3 separate regions of the Drosophila melanogaster genome follow, and all the other regions are linked to region 3. A link is a contact called in public Hi-C data. All regions are on one chromosome and are shown on one strand. The core of a region is the stretch at or near the end of the contact, and the rest is flanking DNA. Distances in the headings are between cores, read along the strand shown.

The links. A called contact is a pair of places that touch in the nucleus more often than the background predicts.
Region 1: a contact with region 3 is called in a Hi-C map of the OSC cell line, with 9 times the contacts expected there. A contact is called at or near these places in 14 of 107 Hi-C or Micro-C datasets (the Clone 8 cell line, the Kc167 cell line, the ML-DmBG3-c2 cell line and 6 more) and 6 of 7 datasets of targeted methods (the Kc167 cell line and the S2 cell line).
Region 2: a Hi-C map of the Kc167 cell line shows a contact between it and region 3, with 1.5 times the contacts expected there. A contact is called at or near these places in 3 of 107 Hi-C or Micro-C datasets (the Kc167 cell line and the S2 cell line).

What each region holds. Positions count from the first base shown.
Region 1 is chr3L:20,538,958-20,542,799 of dm6, reverse strand. It overlaps Rcd2 (Reduction in Cnn dots 2), which reads left to right and starts at 2,383. Exons shown (of 3, transcript NM_140987.3): 1 at 2,383-2,666; 2 at 3,726-3,842.
Region 2 is chr3L:20,497,596-20,501,869 of dm6, reverse strand. It overlaps CG18281, which reads right to left and starts at 2,034. Exons shown (of 1, transcript NM_140979.1): 1 at 370-2,034. The coding sequence starts at 1,998. The coding sequence ends at 370. The region is part of intron 1 of CG32425; the gene reads right to left.
Region 3 is chr3L:20,729,043-20,733,083 of dm6, reverse strand. It overlaps CG13252, which reads right to left and starts at 2,493. Exons shown (of 3, transcript NM_140991.3): 1 at 2,214-2,493. It overlaps lncRNA:CR43945 (long non-coding RNA:CR43945), which reads left to right and starts at 3,428. Exons shown (of 1, transcript NR_073960.1): 1 at 3,428-3,810.

The DNA.
Region 1 (3,842 bases), core at 1,134-3,633, 190 kb after region 3:
AAATAATAGCGACAGAATAGTTCAATTTTATTCCAGATTATCAAAGATGCCGTAAAGATTGCATTTTTGAAGGATATTTCAATTTAAATTATGTAAATTACACTTCTTTAAATTTGTTTCAAAAAGCTTAAAGTTGAGACGAATTGCTAAATTAGTTCATCAGATTGCTAGAATATTTTATTTCATTTATATACTCCTATTCATGTCACAGCTCGTTACCTCGCCATTATTTTCTCGCAACAAACAGTTGTATTTATTCTGAGTGTTGCAAGTTGGAGCGGCGTTGCAGCCGCCACGCGTGCAATTTGCAGTCGACGGGGAATTGCAGCGGCCCCTGAGCACAGACACACACGAATGGGTTGCAGTGGAGTGGAGTGGAGTGGAGTCCGCTCCTCCAGAAAGTGTTAATTAGCAGCGCGCGTGCTAATTACCAATGCCAGTTGTGAGTGCACCAATGACAGCAGCAACATCGGGAACAGAAAACATGCAGCAGCAACTCCAGTGGCAGCAGCAACTTCAGCGGGAAAATGTCTACTTCAACGGCGCCACAAATGTTTAAGGATGCGTATGTTCGTCGGGCAAAATTAAAATAAATTCGAATTTATACGTATATAAGTCTCAAAAGAAACTTTAGATCCAACTAACTTTCTGAATTATTTTTTTATATTTTATACAAACAAATATTGTAAAAGTTAATATTTTTGCAGATATTGGATTAATTATAGCTTTCGGTTTAAAGGTTAAAGTACAGCTTGTACTATATATGCAAAACATAATATTTACATCCTAGCAGGAATTTGAATTATTTACACTTTAACTTTTTTCTCATCTAGCAATTTATTATTATTATTCGGTCATGCTACGGTTTTCGAATTTGTAAGAATTTTTCGATTTGTAAAACGGGCACTTTTGTCTGGCCGTAATGAAAACTAAATTCCTTTTTTATATCAAAGCAAAAGTTTTGTCCACATTTTTCTTCGAAAACCATTTTATCAATTTATCCCAAAAGCGTGCTGCATATATTTAGTGCCATGCTCAGAGTTGCCAGATCAGACAAAAAAGGTGATTTCCCTCTTCTGGTTACTGTGTTTAGTAACAGCTTATCAGCATTTCACATTATGTTAAATAAACGAAGAGAAAAATCACAGTTATGTATTTAAAAAGGGACAAAATAATGCAAATATTTTCAAAATTTTAAAAAATTTGTTTCTTAATCAATATTGTAGGCTCAATTAAGTTTGGCAATCTTTAAACTTAAGCCAGTTAAACAGACTAACTTTACAAACTAACTATATAAAACCTAGATACTTTATTTTGTTAGGTTTTGTTTCGTTTACAACGCAAATGGTTTACAAAACCTACCGGAACAGCTTTAAAATACTATTAAGTGGTGCTTATACTGGAGACGGGTCACTGCGCAAACGCAAGTTGTATCGAAGTGTACTCAGTGTACTCATATGATAAACCGCACGACTATCACATCAATGTGCGCAACCATCGCTTCGTAAACAGCATATGATGACGAACTTTTTGAAATTTAAGTGGCATTTGAACTTGGCGGGCTTTTTTCTTTCAAACTAGAAGTGATTTAAGCTATACGGCAGCCCAACGGCAGATCGCCATTTAAAATGCTATGTAAGGTACTTGATACTTGGTAAGCCTGCCATTCTTGTGCGAGAAGTAGCGTAGCAGTAGCCGCGCACCCTTCCTAGCTACCACTCAAATGTCTAATTGATTTTTAACGAAAATGCCAGAAACAAAATTAAGTAATTTTTTCAATCCGGTTGCTTAGCAGCTCTGTTAATTAACAGTGCAGCTTATCAGCATTTTACAGCTATAAGTCGTTAATCGATATAACATCGCACGAAATAATCGATAGGTCACAACGAACGTATAAGCATTATCGCGTATACGCACTATAAACAAACAATTTTACCTTTATTAAGCATACGAACAGTGGTACAAGGATTCAAAATTCTGAGTGCAAATAAAATAAATTGTTTTTCTACAACAAATTTGATGATATTATTTAGCTTTTTAAACATAACCGAATAATAAAGCAATGTTTAATATGTATTGGAGCAAGTGAATGAATGTAGGAGGCATAGGCAATATAAATATAAGTAACTATGCTTATATTCCATTAACAAGTAAAATTAGTACGTATACGAAAATATAGATCAGTCTGATTAAATAAAGTAAACGCTTCGCCCATTGTAATTACGCATTTAGCCAGATTTATTTGCCCAACCGTACACAAGTAAAAACAAGCAAGATCGGAGAATGGCAAAGAGAAAATCGCGCTGAGTGCCGAAAAAAGAGAGCGAAAGGCAAAAAGAGAGCGAGAAACGTAAATAAAAATGTTCAATTGGCAAACAACTCCTTAGTTTGCTGGAAACCTCCACTGTAATCGGTTGTGTGCTGTGCTCTAGTGAAAAATCCCGAAACCTCACATATTTATCACCTTAAAAGCGGCGTCTCAAACAAAACACAAATACGCAGCACTGCGAAAAAGACCAGCATCGGGGCTAAATCAAAAATAAAAACAACTAAGAAACAACTAAAAAACAAGAGACCAAATGGACAGACAGGCGGTCAATTGAAAACAAATAGTACAATGAAGTTTTATTTTTGGATCAGTTAGACTCTCGACAAGTAAAGTAAAGGTAATGCCAATCGAGTCCAAAATATATTCATACTCGTAATATGCGTAGGCCAAGCGACCTAATTTCGGCGCTAAGTGTTTCACCTGGCTTTATGCCTATTTTGTTATGTTTCTCGCTATCTCGATCATTTGGTTTGGTTTCTACTTTTGGCATTATTTTTAATGGTCACTGTGAAAAATATGTGCTGCAAATGCTAAAGATGGAATTTCATTCGCTGCTTCCTTTTTAAAAGCCGAGTAAACCGCGGGCTCCGCTTTAGCTCTTTGTCCAATAACATTTGAGGGCGAATCGGTCAAATGCACTTTCAGATATGCACGTGTCGGCGGACATTTTGTTTTGGCCACCACTTCACTGGCTTGCAAAAACATAAATAGTCTATAAATATCTGTGATGCATCTTGTATTGTCGATAAACTTCGATAAAAGTAATAAGCTGCAAATAAATGGCCAAACTGCAACATAGTAAAAACTTGATCGGAAACGTATACGTTTCCCAGCCATTGGAAAATGCTGAAACGCTGAAATACAGGAAAACCCCATAAGCGCCCATTCAGCAATATACTTTTGGCCCAAACTGTGTGCGACTTTTAGTACGTACAGTATGTGTGTGTGGTATCAAAACGAAGAGTTATCAGGCAATCATATGGCATATGTTATAACACACTTATCGTGCGAATCGAAGAAAACAAAGCAGGTAGCGTGTTTGAGCGGTAATCAGAGTGTACTTGGCAACTTGGTTACAACTGCGTGGTAAGAGTGGTAAGAGCCTTCAAATCTCAGACAGGAGACAGAAAAACGGAAGATTAGATAAAAGTGCATTTCAGGAACAAAGTGCGATGGGTTACGCTGCAAGTGGTTGAGGTAGAAATGATGCAATTTCAGACTTAGGTAAAATATAAATTGCGAAGGTATGGGTTATGCAAATAAGATTAGATACATATATAAGATGAGAACGCATTTTAAGACAAATAAAAGGGGAATCCGAGTCTAAATATTATGCAGTTTACTTTACGTGCATCGAACTAACTAACTTTCGATTTTTTAACCTCTTTCCTTTCAGATATTTAGTGCAGCGCAACTAAAAAAAGAGCAGAAACACGTATTTACAATTATCACAGTTAATCAAAGATATATATACGCGTTTATATATATATTTAATCAGCCTTTGGACTTTGAA
Region 2 (4,274 bases), core at 785-3,284, 230 kb after region 3:
CTCTAACGCCATAAAACCGACCAAAACTGCCACGCCCACACTTTTGAAACAAGTTTAGATTTTTCTTCGTTTTATTGTGTCTTGCGAATTTTTATTGGTATACCAACAACACTGTGGCCACGCCCCTCATTTCACGTACAAAACGCCCAAAACGATCCACACTTTTAAATTTTTAAATTGTTTTTTATTTTATTACCTAATATCTATCGATATCCCAGAAAAATGATGAAACTTCGCGATCGTATTCCGACTAGATGAGTAATAGGTATCTGATAGTCGGGGAACTCGACTATAGCATTCCCTCTTGTTGAATACTTAAAACAAGTGAACATTTTATGAAAATTTATATAACGTTTAATTAAATAACAATTATTTAAAGCTATGTTCTTTACAATCCGAATCATAGTTGTCATCTATCTCTAGTTTTACATAACCATTATTCTTTTCATATTTAAATGTTGTTTTCGCTAGTGGTTCTACCTCATCCTCGCTAGCGTCGTCTATGATCTTATAGATCAATGGTGCCTTTTCGACAGTCTCCTTTTTAATAAAACCTGTCAAGACGATGGCTACAAATACACCAATGGCACTTATGACGAAGGGCATTGAAATTGGTGAATTAACTTTATTCTTCGAATCATCCTGGAAAATGAAGAAGAGTACTCCGAAAAAGGCAGGTCCCACACCCTCGCTCAAGCACTCAATTCCAGAGATAATGCCCAGGACAGCACCCCGATTATCGGGACTGGCGTAGATGGAAGCCACCGCATTATTGGCAGCGGGTATAATTGTTGCCAGTGCGGCCAAGATACTGCTTAACCAGTACATCCAATGATGGGTTCCAAAGCCGAAGAAGAACAACTGCAATAGCAGGAGTAATAATCCCAGTCGGATCGACCACTTGGCCCCCACTATGTTTATAATATAACCGAGAAGGAGATTGGATGTGATCGCCAGCACAGATAGTAATCCCAACATCATGGACACCTCCTCGTACTCAAATCCCATATTAGTTTTGAGATAAACGGGCGCAGTAGAATCCACTCCTGCAAAGGGCCAAATCGAGAGGAATGTTATGAGGTATATCACGAGCAGGTTCTTATCCTTACGACTTTTACGCAGCACTTCCCAAAGATCGGAAGAGTTTAGGGATCCATTATCAATTTTCTCCTTTTCAGTTAAATCATTCTGAAGGTTTTCCTCTTTGTTGAACTGTTGGCCCAGCTCTTTATTTGTGACTAGATTTTGTGATGTGCCGTGGTTGGATTTGTTCGCTGAAACGTGGTTATTCAATTTTTCTTCTCTGTTTAAGATCTCTTTCCTTTCCTTCGGGTTAATGTCCTCCATCTTGTTATCACTCTCTTCATCCAACATATTATTTTTTTCTTTTAAAACTAAACTCTCTGGCACCGCAAATATGATAAACATTATATTAATCAAGCCTGTGATGGCGGCAATCAAAATAACTGATGCGGACCCGTACGATTTCATCAAGTAATTCCCCAACGATGGTGAAAAGGCTATTCCTGCGCCAAAACTGGCCGCAACAATGCCATAGCCTTTTGAACGATTCTCCACAGTAGTTGTGTCTGCCACATAGGCCAATGAAGAGGAGTAAGTGCTGCCACAGATGGAGCTCACAGTGAGAATGGCGAAAAACCACCAACTCTTCAACATCATGAATGGAATTGGAGCGTAGGTGGTTGCCACTGCCAGTAGCATCACTACTTTCCGGCCATGAAAATCGGAAATGGCACCCATCACGGGCGTGGTCACAAATCCCAGGATTCCTCTAACTCCATAAACCAGTCCATCGACGAGAAGGACGCGATTCCCAAACGATCCCGACAATTTTTCGATGAAGGGAACGGTGAGAAGACCCCAGGAGAAGTAGTGCATAAACGTAACGATCACCGCGTGCCAAACACTTGCTTTTCCGATTCCAGAACGATTAACCAATACTTTCACCAGGGGTCTAAGAAACTTCAACTGCGCCATTTTTTAGTGTTCTGTCCGCGAACTGGCCAACGCCAGAATAGCCTGACAACTCCAGTTTAAATCCAATTTATACGCCTCAGTTTTATAGAAAATATAGTTATGGCTGCACTGTAAAAAACATGATACTCGAACTATACTACACTATTTTGTCGTTTAAAATATATATCGTTTAAACTAGAACTCCTCGCAGAAAGCAAAGAGATGTGTCAAAGAGATCGTAAGCAAAACGCAAATAAGAGAATTTAAAAGTTTGTTTTCAAAATAGCTGAAATTTTCACAAATATATTAACATTATTCATCCAAGCTATTAATAATAACAAACATTTCCCTCTCTTGTTAGTGAGAATAGAACCATAAGGTTCCGATTTACAAGCCAACAAGTAAAGCCATCTACTTTTAGAACTTTTTAAAGGTAAGCCATTAAAAATTATTTAACATATTTTCGTGTCTTAAAATATGGGTTGAGTATGCATGCCTAAACTTTCTATATGACTGTGAATAAATAGTGACATTTTTGCAAATCACAATCACAACTTAGAAGTGCGGATATGAGAATATTGTAAGTATACATATGTATACCAAACCGAAAAAGCACGCTTTAGTCGAGTTCTTCGACTATCACATACCCATTACATGGCTAGCAATGGAAAAACAAAAACAAATTTGTGAAGAAATTAATTCAAAATTGTGGACATGAAAGCTTTTTGCAGTTTGTTGCCGATACCAGTGGACGTGACCAAAATGTTCTCGTTTTGAGAAGTTCGATTTTAAAATCTAGCCAAGATCTAATCATTCTCAGCATACTCAAATCGAGATCAAACCATTCTCAGATTGCAAATGATTTTGCTTTCATTTGTCTTCCTCTCTTTTTTCAGACTCTTCGACAATCTTACACCCAATACTTCTTCCGAAAAATAAAAAATATAAACGTTGAGATCATTTTCGTCTCGAAACCAAGAAGGTTTATTTATTCACTGAGTACGCTGAGCGCAACCGACCTCTATTTTTTTGTTCTCAATTTTTCCGAGTGCAGGAAATGCTTACCTCCCCGCCCGTTTCGTACTTTTTATCTAGCCGATAATACTCTTTTAGTCTACAAGAAAAGGGTATAAATATATAAATACAAATCTCGCACTATTTGTCTGTATTAAATTATAAATTATAAAAATGTTTGGATATATTTCATACATATCGTTCGAGGGATAGCTTTTTATTATTGACTCATTTTATCTAATGAGTCATATCCCTTTAGGTTTGCAATATATTTTTTTTAGCATGCATAGTGATAGGCTTTTAAAACTTTGTTGCTTAAATTGCGTTATTTATTAAAGTAATAATTTGTAAATTATTGTGGAAATAAAGCCCGCTTGTTGTTTTTTTAACTTAATATCTTTAGATTAGACTCACCGGCCATAAGTTCGCTGTTTTGCTGATCCTGCAGCATTGGGATCACCGGCTCGCCGCCAGGTGGCGCATCTGGCATATCATCGGCCGTATGATCGTGACCGTGGGCGGTGGGGGCGTGGCCCTGGGTGGGCGGTGGCTCGGCAAAGAGCATCTCGAAGCGCAGCCGGGTCTTGATTGGACAGACCCTCAGCTGCTGTTGCTGTTGCACTTGTTCGAGCGGGCCACCGATCTCCAGGTGACGATATAGAGCATAAATTTCGGTTTTATGCTCGAAATGGCTCCAAGTGCCGTTATGGGCGGCGTATTTACCGTTGGCGTGATGGCAGCCTGCTTCTCTGACGTCACAGCAGCCGGCTGATTCAACAGCGACAATTTCGCTTTCGACGGCACCAAACTGGCGTAAATAATCTAAAAATAAGACGAGGTTTTTTTTCCTCTGTACACGGGGAGGCTGATGCCGCTTCTTCTTCTTGTTATTTGCCCTTTGCTTCTGCTGAAGCTGCTGCTTCTTCTTGCTATGTTCCCTTTCCTCTTGCTTTTTCTTCTTATCCTCCTCGCCTGCTAGATTCTCCTTCTTCTTACTACTCTTATCCTTTACCCCTTGCTTGTGACAGAGCTCCTCCTCTTTCCGTTCCGCGTGCAGTTGTTGTTGTTGTTGCTGCTGCTGCTTGTTTGACCTTTTCTTTTGGCCAAACTTTCTGCCCCCGTCGACGTCACAGCTGATCGATTTGCTGCACTCGCTCGGCGATTTATCCGCCTCCTGGCTTTGCCTGCTTTTTCGATTTTCCCAATTCACATTCGTCGTCGGCCGTGGGAATTCTGCTATCATAATTTGTATGCCACTTATGCCATAATTATCACACTCACTC
Region 3 (4,041 bases), core at 1,244-3,743:
ATTTTCTGAAGTTCATGGACTGGATTCCTTTCGACAGAACGTTTACAAATTGTATGCAAAGTATTATTCAAAATTTGCATATAACTTGGCAGCGGTGACAGAAACATACAATTTTTTCTGATGTATCGAATTGGCTTCCAATCGACGCTACACGATATCGGATTTCATCGCAGTGTAGTCGTCTCGTCTCGTTACTCAACGGCTTTGTTATGCTTTTGGTCGCTTTTGCTTCGCTCTGACCTCTGAATTTGCTCGATGGCGATGCCGTTCGCATTTTTGCCCAGAATACTCTTTCGAGGTGGAGTCTGTAAAGTTTTCCACGGCAATTGGCATGCCCATCGATTGCCGAACTTCCATTTGCATTTCGCTGGGTTGCTAATGGGAATCGCTTTGAACCCTGACCGGAACGCCATTGGGCTTTTATCGGGCTTTTCCCGGGTTTAAAGCATGAAAAGATGGTCTGTTGAAAGGGTTCAAAGGGTTTGAAGTTCATTGCCTTGGAAGAATCGTAAAACTTCCAGATTCTAGATTGAAACTGATGTAGTTTTACATAGATTCTTTTTCGTCTAATAAATATCGAAAATAACGCCAAAATTTAATATTCATTAAAATTTTAATTCTTGGTGCCATTTTTCTAGAGTATCTAAACTTCAGCTACATCTGAAAAGTTTTTTCCCGTATTCCGACATCGCTTTATTTACTCTAGTTTCTTATTTTGCGGCGTTGCTTATTTGTCTACTTAGGTTTTTTATTTCGGGGAACCGCAGGATTGTTAAAGAGTTATTTTTGACGTTTCTTGTAAACATAAATAAGTTCCATTATCACTGCTTGATTGTTTAATAAATGAAGTGTAACTCTCTGATTTCTTGAATTACTTCTTAAACCATGGAACCTGACCAAATTCGAACACCGCTCATTATTCATACACCCCTTAATTTGGTTATTCGATTGATTTATTGTGAAAAGATAAGTTTGCACTGTAGGTTGATACATTTTTGGATGGTAACCCTAAAGCATGTCTTGAAAATCTGAAATATGGAGTAATAACTCTTGTCGAGCAGATCTTAAACCATTTTCCCTAGGGCATTGAAGCTTCGACTCCGTCACGTAAGCACTTCCCCTCCGGCTTTTATTTATTTGCTCTGGTTTTCATACATTCGGATTCGGCGTTGCTTTTTCGCTTTCGGCTCTTTAAAGCTTGGCCGGCTTCTTTCCTTCTTTTTTTTTTTTATTGGTGTTTTTGGTTGTGAGTAGTTGGCTGCCAAGCTTAAATAAGTCTTTAATGGACTGTGCGTGTCGCAGGGGAGGGGGAATTGTATAGTATAGGTACTGGGCATGGGCATGGTCATGGCATGATATGGCTAATGAAATCAAATTGTTTGATCATTGCGATAAATTCAATACCAACTCTGCCTAATTTCTGTCCATTTACGCACGCCGCTTTGCGCTTTTAACCTTGATTTCTTAGTGTAAACAAAAAAGTGAAAAAATCGGAAAAAATACAACAAAATTAAATACAAATAAAAACGCGACCCAGGCCGAGTGGCAGCCAGCGAGTGGGAGTGAGACACATGATAAACGATGCCGAGATACAAAGATACATTCATCGAGCATAGAGTAGTACGAAAAGCTTTCAGCATTTGACGATCTGTCAGTCGCGCCGACTATTTGTCCCTGTGTATTCTACTCATCTGGTGTTTTCCGTTTTCATCTGTTCTCGCTATTGGGCTTTTTATTAAGTTACCTATTTATAATTTGTTTATTATTTAGCAAATGCGTGCGAATAATGTTTAAATATACCCTAGGGCAGCAGCATCTGGAAGTTGCTTAAAAGCGAAAATACGAAGCACAAATTGAAAAAAACGTACGCCAAATCCATAAATATTTTATAAATGACGTTATTGTACAGTTTTCCCCCTGGTTATATTATTAGCTATGCTATCTTATCTATGTACGCTCAACGTGTCCCAATGTGCGTGTCGGTGTTTGTTTGTATAGCCATATTGGGTGTTTGTATGGGCCAACAACGCTACCGTCATTACCCTTCTACTTTTATGCTGGCTTATATAATCGTCGGCGGCGGTAGGAAAAAAATTATAAAGAAGGTAATGCGAGCAGAGTGAGGGGAACGAAAAAATCAACTTGGTCGCAGATTCCACCAGTGCCTGTATTATATAGATTATGTACAATCTGTGGAATGCGCTTCTACACACCTGCCACGTAAAATTCGTGTTTTTTTTCTTGTCACTCGAGCATAAATTCTACTTGCTCACATGGTTTGCTTTTAGTTATTCGCACTACACTTGTTTTGTATTTATTTTGTATTTTTCTGCGGTTTATTGGGCTTGGTTAGCTGGTGTTTTTTTTTTTCTTTTTTATAGCACGGTTTCTGTTCACTTCACAAAACGAAAATTAATTGTGGGTGCATGAATTTCGTGTGTTTTTTTTTTTTTAGCTTATGAGGCTTCCGCGATCACTGCTCAAATTCAACTGAGTTTCCAAGCTCGATCCACAAAAACTTTATAGCTTGTGGTTATCGCTTGGGCACTCTCTCTTAAGGGGGGAGCGTTCGCGGTTTTGGGAGAGAGAATGGAGCGTTATTTCACGATCGGAAGAAAAAGCTCGCTCTCTTTTGGCCCGCATTCTTCGCTGCCATGCATTAAATCTTTTTTTTGTTGATCTTTGGCCGGCAGCCGGCTTCTTTTCTATCAGTCTTCTCTTGTGGTCTTCGCTCTTCAAGCCTTCTTACGCTCACCGTAAGAAGCTTTCTCTCTCTCTCAAAGCTGTTTGATTGGAGGAAAAAAGCATAGATCAACGTCAAAAACAACAGGTCGTAAATTTTCAGAGCAAGTGAGCAGATGGAATTTTGGCGAGTGCATCACGTGCACAAATTCCCGTATACGCAAATTCGCAAAAACTGCAGCGACGATCGATCACACGCATATTAATTGGGGTGGGTTGGATGTGGGTTGGTATCTGGGAAACCGAAGAATCTGGCGAAAAGCGTAAAGATCGTTGCCATCATTCCGCTTTTTCAGGCCAAGGCGTGTGCGCCATGCAAAATGTTAAATGTAAAGTGCTAAATGCGAAATGGAATATCACGACAACACCCGCTCACGCCCATCGAATAAGAAGAGCTGCGGATTAATGTAAAATGCAAAATATGCAAGCAAAATATATACTCACTCATGCACTTGAAAATATGCTTTCACTCGTTTTAATAATATTATTTTAACCTTATATAAAGCCTTGAAGAGATGAGATTCTGAGATCTATACTAGAAATATATGAGTATGACATACAAAAATAAAAAAAAATATTCGATTATTTGATATTAACAACAAGTATTACTTAAAATTATACTCAACAAAAAAATAATAATAATAATAAAACGGAGTAACGGATCAAAAAATATACAATTAACGTTACATTGTTTTAGCCATCAAACTTAACTTAAAAATTGTTTTGCTACTCGAAATTGTATTTACTATTTATTGTGATATAAAGTTAAATATTTCAAGAAGTGTTCTTTTCAGTGTACCGCTTGCGACTGCAGAGATCTTCGCATGCATTTATTCGGCAGTCGGTATAATCCTCTTGTACTTGCAGATTGTTCAGGCGACTAATTGCTAAGTGAGCGGCGCGTCGCCGAATGAGTAATTTTTCGTAGGTTGGTATCTGCTGCAAGTGTCTGGAGTCAGCTACAACAATGTCAAGGGAATACTGCTTCTGAAATTATTGGATTTGCATATTAACAGATCTGGCATAAATGAATGGATTCGATCTGGCTGGGAGTCATTCGAATTGGGGGAATGCGGAATTTGGATATTATTAACGGGCTTATTCAAGTCGGAAAGCTTACGCCTGAAATTGTTTTGCTTTTGTATGCGATTAAAGATAATTGGTTCTTTACCTGCAGTTTAATTTCGGGGTCGAAAAAAAATTATATAGATGAATGTATCAGTATGAGGTGCGTTAAATGTTGTCATTATCATTAACATGTTAAAACACTTCATGATGACCCCAAAACATTTAATATAT